2 separate regions of the Vulpes vulpes genome follow, and region 1 is linked to region 2. The links are chromatin contacts, called in public Hi-C maps. All regions are on one chromosome and are shown on one strand. Each heading gives the region's core, a stretch centred on a gene start, on an enhancer-like site or on the middle of the called end of the contact. The rest is flanking DNA. Distances are from core to core; before and after follow the strand shown.

What was found. Hi-C and Micro-C count contacts between places; a contact is called where the count stands out from the background.
Region 1: a Hi-C map of skeletal muscle shows a contact between it and region 2, with 4 times the contacts expected there. The contact joins the promoter of RPS19BP1 here to the promoter of TNRC6B in region 2. A contact is called at or near these places in 2 of 3 Hi-C or Micro-C datasets (both in skeletal muscle).

Annotation. Positions count from the first base shown.
Region 1 is chr16:55,805,100-55,810,640 of VulVul3, forward strand. It overlaps RPS19BP1 (ribosomal protein S19 binding protein 1), which reads left to right and starts at 3,567. Exons shown (of 4, transcript XM_026017387.2): 1 at 3,567-3,716; 2 at 3,893-4,021. The coding sequence starts at 3,665.
Region 2 is chr16:55,379,602-55,384,926 of VulVul3, forward strand. TNRC6B (trinucleotide repeat containing adaptor 6B) reads right to left here and starts at 2,880. Exons shown (of 25, transcript XM_026017290.2): 1 at 2,559-2,880.

The DNA of each region.
Region 1 (5,541 bases), core at 2,317-4,816, 430 kb after region 2:
TGAAGTGCTGTGTGACCTTGCAGAACACCCAGCTTCCCTCTGAGCCTTTGATCCCTCTGAGGCCTGGTGAGATTAAGCTGGTTCCAGGAAGGCCAGGAAGGAGACAGGGATGGAGCAAGTGGGTGACAGGGGACAGGAAGGCAGCAACCTCCTAGGAGCCTCCCTCCTGCCCAGAATGGGGTGCACCTCTGTAATACTCGCTGCAAACAGGCAGTGGGCGCTTACCCTCCAGCCCGTCCTGGGTGCTTCACCAAGATTAATTTACCTGCTCCTCACTCTCACTGTTTTAGGGAGCTAAACCCCATTTAACAGATTAGGAAACTGAGGCACTCTCTGCGAAGGGACTGCCTAGTGTCATTGGGGCCTTCCCAGCAGTGAGTGCCAGCCTGCTGCCATTTACACCGCTTTTCAGAGGGAGACCTCAACCTCCTCTTCCTCCTCCTCCTCCTCCTCCCTGCTCCCCTGCCGGCAGCCCGGCCCAGCCCGGTGGCTCGAGCTCCGCGGGCCCAGGAGGGGTGTGTAGCTCCAGCTCGGAAGGCCGCCAAGGCAAGGACTGCAAGAAGCCGCGGCCACGCGGTGCTGCGTGCAAAGAGCCAGCTGGGGCCCAAGGTGCTCTGACCCCACACTCCTACCCCGAACCCCAACCCGGATCGCTGAGGCGCGCGGTGCAAGAAAGCTGTCCTGCGGCGCCACCTAGTGGCCACGAGGCCGCCTGGCCCCTCCAGAGGTTGAGCTGAGGACGCCGCAGGAAGGCAGTGACTGGCGTCCCTGTCCGCTGGGACGTTGGAATACGAAGCCTCCTCCACCTGGGGATCCTGTGCTGACCATCCCAGATGGGGGGGGGGGGGGGGCAGGGGCGGGGGGCGGGGCGTCCTTTGCCCTCCTGAGAGACTCACACATCCTACAGTCACCTGTCCATGCCTACCTAGCCTCCCACAGGCCTCCCAAACTCAACCTTCATCCGTCTGATTTGTACATTTATGGAGTGCTTACTACATGTTCCAGGAGCTAGAGAGAGAACTATGAACAAAACGAAGATTCCTGCCCTTGTGGAGTTTACAGTGGGGCATGGGTGGGAAAGGGGAAAAGACAATTAGTTATAAACATAATAAGAAAACAATCTAACTCTTTTAGAAACAAATAAAAAGAGCATCTTTGACAACGTAACTCGGTTCCATGACCACCCCCCCCCCACACACACACACACAGGGTCCTTAAGGCAAGTTCACGGAGTCCTTTGCCAATTAGATCACCCTACCTTGGAGTGTCTGGGTAGCTCAGTCGATTAAATGTCTGCCTTTGGCTCAGGTCATGATTCTGGGGTCTTGGGATGGAGCCCCACATCAGGCTCCCTGCTCAGTGGGGAGTCTGCTTCTCCCTCTGCCTGCCACTCCCCCTGCTTGTGCTCGCTCTCTCTCCATCAAAACAAAACAAAACAAAACAAAAAACAAAACCTTAAAAAAAAAAAAAAACACCTTTCCTTGGTCACTCCTCTGGTGCCAGTCCTGTCCCAGGTAATGTACCCTCACTGAAGGTACATCTCCTCTTCTTCAGAGATGTCTTGATCCTGTGGGCTTGTCAGGCCCCACCCCGCAGCACAGCACTATTCTCCTCGACACTGGTGCAGGTTACAGCACACACACACTCAGGTCAGGCTCTATGTCTTCATTTCCAGCTCAGACACCAACACGTGTCTGTGTGTGGGACAGAGAGAGAGAGACCTGGACAGGTTCCTTTGGGTGGTGGGAGGTAAATGAGTTAACAAATGTAAACAGGGGACACCTGGGTGGCTCAGCGGTTGAGCGTCTGCCTTTGACCCAGGCCGTGATCCCAGAGTTCTGGGATTGAGTCCCACATGGGCCTCCCTGCAGGGAGCCTGCTTCTCCCTCTGCCTGTGTCTCTGCCTCTCTCTCTCTCTGTGTGTGTCTCTCATGAATAAATAAGTAGAATCTTAAAAAAAAAAAATGTAAACAGTACCTTGACACCTTGACATACTATTTGCTATTATTAACATCTATTTTGGTGTTCTCTCCCCTGAGGACTAGCTGATGGACGTCAGACAGTGAGGCCCGCCCAGCAGGTCCAGCTGAGTCATCTCTATGCCCCACTCTCAACAGTGCAGGCCCTCAAATCATACTTCTTGTCATTCACCACTCATTTTTTGAGTGCCTTCTGCATGCCAGGTACTGGGCTAGGAGCTGCGGGTGGAGCTGTGAACAAGGCAAGGTTCTTCCCCACTGTAAGAAGAGTCATTTCTGGGCTCAAATTTCTTGGTCTAAGAGACTCTACAGGGATCCCTGGGTGGCGCAGTGGTTTAGCGCCTGCCTTTGGCCCAGGGCGCGATCCTGGAGACCTGGGATCAAATCCCACGTCGGGCTCCTGGTGCATGGAGCCTGCTTCTCTCTCTCTGTGACTATCATAAATAAAAAAAATAAGAGACTTTACACTCTTAAAAAATTTTCAAAAAAAAAAAAAATTCAGGATCCCAGAGAGTTTTTCCATGTGTAAATACCTATTGATATTTACCACTATGAGAAACTAAGACTGAGAAAATTTTAATTTTTAAAATTTAATAAGTTAACAAAATGTATTAATTCATGGGGCACCTGGGTGGCTCGGTGGTTAAGCGTCTGCCTTGGGCTCAGGTCGTGATCCTGGGGTCCTGGGATCAGTCTCACATCAGGGGAGCCTGCTTCTCCCTCTGCCTGTGTCTCTGCCTCTCTGTGTGTGTGTGTGTGTCTCTCATGAATAAATAAATAAATAAATAAAATCTTTTTAAAAATATTAATTCATTTTTTAAAAGTCAATAGCAGGGATCTCTGGGTGGCGCAGCGGTTTACCGCCTGCCTTTGGCCCAGGGCGCGATCCTGGAGACCCGGGATCGAATCCCACATTGGGCTCCCGGTGCATGGAGCCTGCCTGTGTCTCTGCCTCTCTGTCTCTGTGACTATCATACATAAATTAAAAAAAATAAAAGTCAAAAAAAAAAAAAAAAAGTCAATAGCAAACCCATTGCATGGTATAAATAATGAGCTGTGGGAGACCCAGTGGCCCGGTGACCTTATTGTCAGACATACTCTTTTTTTCCGGCCTTATGTGAAATATTTCTAATGAAATAGTTGTATCTTCCAAACACGGGCGGCGAACCACTGATAGGGTTTTGCATTTTTGCAAACCTCTTCTCATGTCCGACTTAATGGAAGACAGCTGGATTCTCAACCATACTCGACCTGTGCGATATGCTGCTTCGGTTGATGTTTGGAGAAAAAAGAATCCGGCTGTACACTTCGCTTTATCGAAAAACTTGGTAATGCAGAAAAACCCTCGGGCACCACGAAGCCGCGGGTCTCTGAGCCGCAGGACCCACCCGCCAGGGAGGGTAACCGACCGCTCCCGGGAGTGGGCGTGGCCTTGTGCGCCAGGGGCCGGCTGGGTTGGGATTGGACAACAAATGCGTCCTTCGGCAGGTTGGCCCCGCCCCCGAACCCGCCCCTATTTCCTCTCTGTAGTGAAGCGGCGACTCCACGCGCAGGCGTCCTAAGGCAGGCGGGCACTTCCGGCCACTCGCTCCGGAACCTTCTGTTCCCGCTCGGGTTTCCGCGGAGACCAAGAGGGCGGCCAAGGCGGAAGTACCCTGAGTGTGTGGGCGGAGCTAGGTGCAGCCATGTCGGCGGCCCTGCTGCGGCGGGGCCTGGAGCTGCTGGGGGCGCCGGAGGGTGAGGCGGGCCTGGCCCGGGACGCGCGGCGCGGGCGGAGGGGCAGCGGGGGCAGCGGGGGCGGCGGGCAGGACCCCTGAGGGTGCGGGACGCTCCAAGCCAGACGTGGCGCGGGCGGGACGGAAGACTTGCGCGCCCCGTCAGCCGGGTCCGCCCGTCTCTCCCTTCTCCTGCAGCCCCCCAGGGCGCCCCGGGCCAGGCCAAGCCTAGCGGGGCCCGGGCCAAGCGGGGCCGGAAGGCGAAGGCGACCCAAGCCCAGAAACTGCGGAACTCGGCCAAGGGGAAGGTGCCCAAGTCCGCGCTCGGTGAGCTGGGGAGGGGGCGGCCCCTGGGGAGGAGGCGCTGGAGGCTGAGCTCGAGAGGCCGCCGGGCATTGCCTGGGGTGCTCCGGGCGCGGACGAAGCACGTCGTCCCGGCCGCCCGCGCCGCCGCCCGAGTGGGGAGAGGAGCCGCGAAGAGCTTCCGAATCAGGCTGCGCAGTAAGGCGGGGGGCGGCGGCGGGGCCGGAGGATCAAAAGCCAAATCAGAGTCAGGCTGCGCAGTAAGGCGGGGGGCGGCGGCCGGGCCGGAGGATCAAAAGCCAAATCAGACCTCTGTGCGCGCGCGACGGTTAAGGCCGAACCTGAGGGAGGTGTGAGAGTGAGCCACGGGAAGAGCTCCCGAGAAGATCGCGAGGCAGGGTTGGGAGAAGTTCGTGGCTTTGAGCACTGGCAAGACAGAAGCCTGGAAAAGATGCTGTTCCAAATCCTGCATAAAGAAGCGATCACCCCCCCCCCCCAAAAAGAAGCGATCACCCTGTGAGGTCAGCGCTGTCATTACCCCCATTCCTCAGATGCAGAAACGGGCACCTGCCCAGGTGGTACAGGTAGAAACCAGGGAGCGCTGTCTGCAGAGATGCGCTCTCACTGGCTGCCTTTCCGTTGCGAGACACTGTAGACTGCGCGGCCACGATGGTGCGGGGATGATTGCTGGGGGGGGGGGCGGGGATGTGGTGAAGACGGGGAGCGCTGATGAGCGGCAGTGCTGAATTGGCTGAGGATGGAGGATAAAGAGGGAACAGAGCCCAGAACAGAGCTGTTTCCAGGAGAGCATCCTTGGAGATATGATGCCACCTAATGGGAGGGACAGGTGCGGGCTGGATGCTGGGGTCTTAGGACATGTGGCAGGGCCTGGTGAGCTCCGGGTGTGTCTTTGAATGGCCGGGGCCTGGTACATAAAGGATGTTCAGGGGTTTGTTGAACTGTGAATTCCAAGCAGGAAACAGCACGAGCCAAAGTGTGGAGGCAGGAAAGTGAGACGCGATTGAGCAGCAGCGATGCTGGTGTGAGACGGGAGCATAGGGTGCCACGGGTCACCTTAATCGCAGCCCTTGTCCCACCACCCTGTCACACTGCATTGCAAGTGATGAGGGGACTCTTGAGCCACCGCTGTGGCTGCCACCTTGCTGTGGGCGGCATCATCTCTTACCTGGCTTATTTTAAAAGCCTTTTAAAACCGCCACTCCCAGGGATCCCTGGGTGGCTCAGCAGTTTAGCGCCTGCCTTTGGCCCAGGGCACAATCCTGGAGTCCTGGGATCGAGTCCCACGTCGGGCTCCCGGCATGGAGCCTGCTTCTCCCTCCTCCTGTGTCTCTGCCTCTCTCTCTCTCTCTTTGTGTGACTATCATAAATAAATAAATAAATCTTTAAAAAAAAAAAAAGCCACTCCCCCACCTGGTAATACTGTTCTCACCACAGCAGCCAGTGATCCAGTGAAGTCCCCCCACACCCTCCAATGGCTTTCATCGGACTTGGTACCTAATGAGGCCCCGCATGGTCTGCCCCCC
Region 2 (5,325 bases), core at 1,630-4,129:
AACCATTAGGTAATTGGCAACCTTGGAAAAAACCTCAGTGAGTGTTAAGGTTGGGAGCCAAGCTGCAAAGGTTCAAAGAATAACTTGAGCAGTGAAGGGAAGCAGTCAGTACAGCCTCCTCTTTTAGAATTCCCGGAGGTGAAAAGAAGAACAGAATGGCACACAGCTCAAACAGATAAGGAGAACTGGGAGATCTAGCAAACTGGCAGATCCAACCTTCCACACCACAAGTTGCTCCATTTCAGTATTCTTCTAGAGCATGCATTTTGCACATGAACTACTTTTTTTTTTTTTTTAAGATTTTATTCACCTATTCACGAGAGACACAGAGAGAGAGAGAGAGAGAGAGAGAGAGGGAGGCAAAGACACAGGCAGAGGGAGAAGCAGGCTCCATGCAGGGAGCCCGACGTGGGACTGGATCCCAGGTCACCAGGATCAGGCCCTGGGCTGAAGGCAGGCGCTAAAACGCTGAGCCACCCAGGCTGCCCAACATTAAATTTTTAACAGGTATGGACAACCTCATCATCACCAGTGGCACTTCCTATTTCTTTTCCTTTCTACTTTTCAGTGTCCTTTCTACCTTTCTTCCTCTGGATAATTTAGGAGGCAAAATGGAATAAGCACAGGCTTTGAAAACAGACACACTTAAAACTAAACCTATCCCTTAAAATTACTGGCCATGAGGCTCTTAGAGGGTCTTTTTCTTATCCAGAAAACAGTAATGACACCTATGTGACAGGCTTCGGGTAAGGATTAGGAAAAAATACAGAGAGGCTGGCATGTGAGATGCATGCAGTAAATGTCAGTTAACATTATTACTATCGTTTCAACAAATGGTATTGCTCTGACTTAAAACACTTTTAAGTGCTTCTATCTGAATGAAGAAAAAAATATTTTTTCAAAGGCATGGCATTTATATGCTACCTCAGAAATGCAGCTTGGTAATTTCTTCTTCTTAAATCCTATCACAAACTATTCTGCTCAAACGCTAATGTTTGGGACAAGCACTCAGAGAAGGCCAAGAACCAAGAAAATATAAAGGCAGCATTATCATCATTGCTGTGTCTGTCCCAAGCGGGCCAAGCCAGTCTGATTTGTGTTCTGGATTCCTTAATGTAGGGACCTACTACATTCATATCCCTCTCACTACCTACCCACAGCGATACAGCACGCTGTAGAGGTGCAAACCAACGTGCTAAAAGTTCTGCCTTTAGAGAGGCATTTACATAACATTACCAAAACAATAAATATATTCTCAAAGCCAGGATCATTAATGCTTCTCCAAATCAACAGGAAGCTATGGTCCACTGAAAGTCCCCCCAACTATGAAGGAAATAGCCTCTATTGTTAAACTTTCACAAAATGCTAAGATGCGAGATTTTTATACACCTTCTTTCTATACGCTTAACTCCTGGGGTGGGGGGAGGCAACCAATGACGTTTTATTCACTATGGAGAAATACCTCTCGCCAATTTTGTTGCATAATTTCGCGTAGACTGTAATACAAATGACCAACTTGAAATTCGTCTTATTCCTCGCACAATTTCTAGCATAGATGCTAAAGAGTAATAAAACAGCCAAAGGACCCACGAAGAAGCAAGGAATCTTGAGACCGAGGTCGGCACACTCTGCCTAGAGAACTGAGGATGGGCTGGTCCTTACTTAAGATGCCCAACAAGCAGCTACGGTTACGGGGCGACCTCGGCCACTTTGGGGTATCTGGCCCTCCGCGGGCTGACAAACCCACTGGTTTGGACCCAAGGGATGCCAACTCAGGGGGAGACAGGAAACACTCCTGGCGCCGGCTCGTCCCATTTCCTCGTGGAAAGCCTGGACAGCCTCTCGAAGGTGGCCACGCCGCAGGGCTCTGGGATGAGGGGCGCGACACCCACTCCCCCGGCCCGGATTAATCAGGAGAACGCGTCCACGCTGCCACGCAGGTCCCGCGGTGCCGCGCAGGCAGCCACCGGGGCGCTCGGGGGCCTGCCGCCTCCGTCTACCTGCCCCCCAGCCAGGCAGGGGGCCCGACGCGCCTCCGAGGGCCCCCGCTCTCCGCCGCCACCGGGAGCCCCTCCCCGCCCTGGAGGCGCCCCCCCGCCCAGCGACGGGAAGCGAACCCGACTCGACCAGCCCACCCGGAAGCCCTCCCCCAGCTCACACCTGCCGGCGCGTGACGCCCAGAGCCGCGCGCGCCCGCCCGCCGGCCCCGCCATTCGGGGCGCCCCTGCCCTGCGCGCGGGACGTCGCCCGCGTCCCTCCCCGACCCGGGGTCAAACCCACCGCACGCCCGCCCCCACGGAGCGCGAGCTCCACGCCGCCGCCGCCGCCGCCGCCGCCGCCGCCCCCGCCGGGGCCCGCGCGCGCTCCCGCCCCCCCTCCGGCCCTGTCCCCGCCGCGCGCGCTCACTCGCGAGGACACGCACACGCTGCGCCTCAGCTTGACAGGCCGGCCCGCGCCGCGCGCTCCCGCGGGCGTCCTCGCCCACCCGGCCGCTCCGCTCGGACTGGGCGGTGCGCGGGGGAGGGGAAGGGCGGCAGTGGCCGTCGGTCCTCACTCACCGCCGAGCCGCGCCGGCTCCGAGTGCGCGGCGTTCCGCTGTGAGGCTGCGATGCGCTGCGATGCGCGCGGTCCCCGCTTCTCCGCAGGCTATGGAGGCGACGTAGTAGGGGGACTGAGGGGGCGCGGGGGGGTCACTCCCTCCCTCTTCACTTCCCAGAAACACGGGGACCCCAGAAACTAAAAACAAAATAAACAAACTTTCCCCTCCGCCTCCCTCCCCCAAAACCACAACACAAACACTCGGGAGCCCGCCCAGAGCCCCACTCCATTGGCCGCAGGGAGGATGCTTCCGGCTCTCACTGGCTGGCGCTTGTGCCCATCAAGCTGCTGTTCCGCCCCTCCGAGTCCTCGCCGCTGCCGTCGCCCCTCATTGGCCAAGCGCTTCCCGTTTGACGAGCTACGATTGGTTGAGCCGCCTGCGCCAATCATTCGGGGACACACCCCCTCAGCATCCCAGAGGCCGCTTCCTTGGTCGCGGACCCGGAGAGGCGAAGGGGAAACTAGAGCATGATGGCGGCCGAGCTCACTTGGCGCAACCATCGTCTTTTTTCTTTTTTTAGCTCATGGGTGCCTCGCCCTCGCGCTGTCTCCCCTGAGCTCCTCTCTCCATCCAGTATTGCCTAATAACGGAATCTATACGCGCCGGCTCCTTGATTTATCCCCTTCGAAGTGCTGAGTGTGGGCTGGTTGTGCGTCATTGGACCGTCAGAATGTCAGTCCTTAGTCACATCTTCAAGCTATTGGCGGAACGGCCAGAAGCCCCGTCCAACAACAAGGACTGGTGCCATTGGTTCGACTCCACAGAGTTCTTTCCCGGTACCTTATTGGGCCGGGAGGCGCGTCAGTCAGACCTGGATGCTCCGTGCTCCGGGTAATTGTTTGCTTGGGAGTTTGGGGGACTCTGGTCGTTTGGCCCGCAGCTGACGATGATACTGACTGTCGTTTATTTTGTGCCTCCTTTGTGCCAACGACTGTCTCCTCAGTCCTTTACAGGGATTATCTGTTTGAACCTGTGGGTTTTACAGATAGAAACGAAGGCTCTAAAGAGAATTAGGACACTTGCCCAAGGTCACCTAGATAGAAAGCAATTGGTGAACCTGGCATTGGTCTTAGGAGGCTGGTTCCAGAGCCTTCGCTTTTTCACTGGCGCCTCTCCCTTCGTCCCGCATCTTACCTGCCTGCCAACACAACGTCTTAAAAACGTTTCATTCCGAATGCAAGTTCCCCCGTCAGTCTCTGGAGGTGACATTGTGGGAGACTAAAGTTACGGAGAGGTTGTTACTGCCGCCACCGCCTTCTCCCTGGCACCCGTTCCTCCCCACCCTAAAGCAAACCATCTTGGTGTTTCCCGACCAGAAGCCCATCTACTTCTGTGTTTATTTTCTCAGCTTTATAAATGAACATTTCTACCATCCTTGTGTGCCAAGCCTACCTCCTCAACCCTCCCTCATCTATCTTCCAGCTCCCTCTTTGGTGAGAGAGAGAGAGAGAGAGAGAGAGAGACCTCGAGAGCCAGAAACAAGGAGAATGAGAGTCTAAAGAGAGATAAAGAATAAATTGCTTTAGAGATAAATAATTTATCACATGCAAATGGAACAGCCCTTCAGCTCCTGGGAAGCTTCCAGAGTGGCCCCTGATGCAGTGCAAGACGTGTGCTTCTGGCTCCTCGCCACTAGATTCTCTGTGGCAGCTTTCAGAGAAGTGAATCCAACATTCCAGCCAGGGGAGGGCAGGATGCTAAGGACCCACTGCCAAAGAGCCAGCCCCAGCCTCTGGGACAGAAATGATCTCCAGGAGCACAGCTCTGGACTCCAGCCCACATTCCGTCTCGGGTAATTAACATTTTACCATCCCAAATCCCCATCCCCTGTAGCTTCAGTAGGATCACCGCCCTTGTTTTACTTCCTGATTCAAGCTGTTGTGTAACCTCGTTGGCACTGCTTTAGTAATAAAACAACCACTGTAACACTGTAATGCTCAACACTGAACAGACTTTCGGCAGAGAAAGACAAGGCATTTCACAAACATCAATTAAGATTAAATGGCAGGTATTCCTAGGGTAACTGCCAGCAGAAGGACAGAAAAGAAAGATCATGAGTTAAATTCTAATTAAATGTCCTAAAGAACCTGAATCCTTATAACTACCGGCACATACCCCGTACCAGCATTCCAATATGGGGCTTCTGAACCAGAAGACACAATGAATGAGGACTATTCAGGATTCAAGACCTTCCTTATCTTCACATTGGTTCTTTGTAACTCTTTTAACCCATAAATCAGTGCTTGGTTTTATAGTTAATTGTTGGACACATCTGTCTGCCCCAACTTAGTTGTATGTTCCTTGAAAACAAATGGTTTCTGGGACACCTGGGTTTCTCAGTGGTTGAGTATCTGTCTTTGGTTCAGGGCTTGATCCTTGGTCCAGAGATCGAAACCCACATCGGGGTCCCTGCAGGGAGCCTGTTTCTCCCTCTACCTATGTCTCTGCCTCCCTCTCTCTCTCTGTCATGAATGAATAAATAAAATATTTTTTAAAAAAAAGAAATGGTTTCGGGATCCCTGGGTGGCGCAGCGGTTTGGCGCCTGCCTTTGGCCCAGGGCGTGATCCTGGAGACCCGGGATCGAATCCCACGTCGGGCTCTCGGTGCATGGAGCCTGCTTCTCCCTCTGCCTGTGTCTCTGTCTCTCTCTCTCTCTCTCTCTCTGTGTGACTATCATAAAAAAAAAAAAAAAAGAAATGGTTTCTTTTTCATCTTTATATTGTTC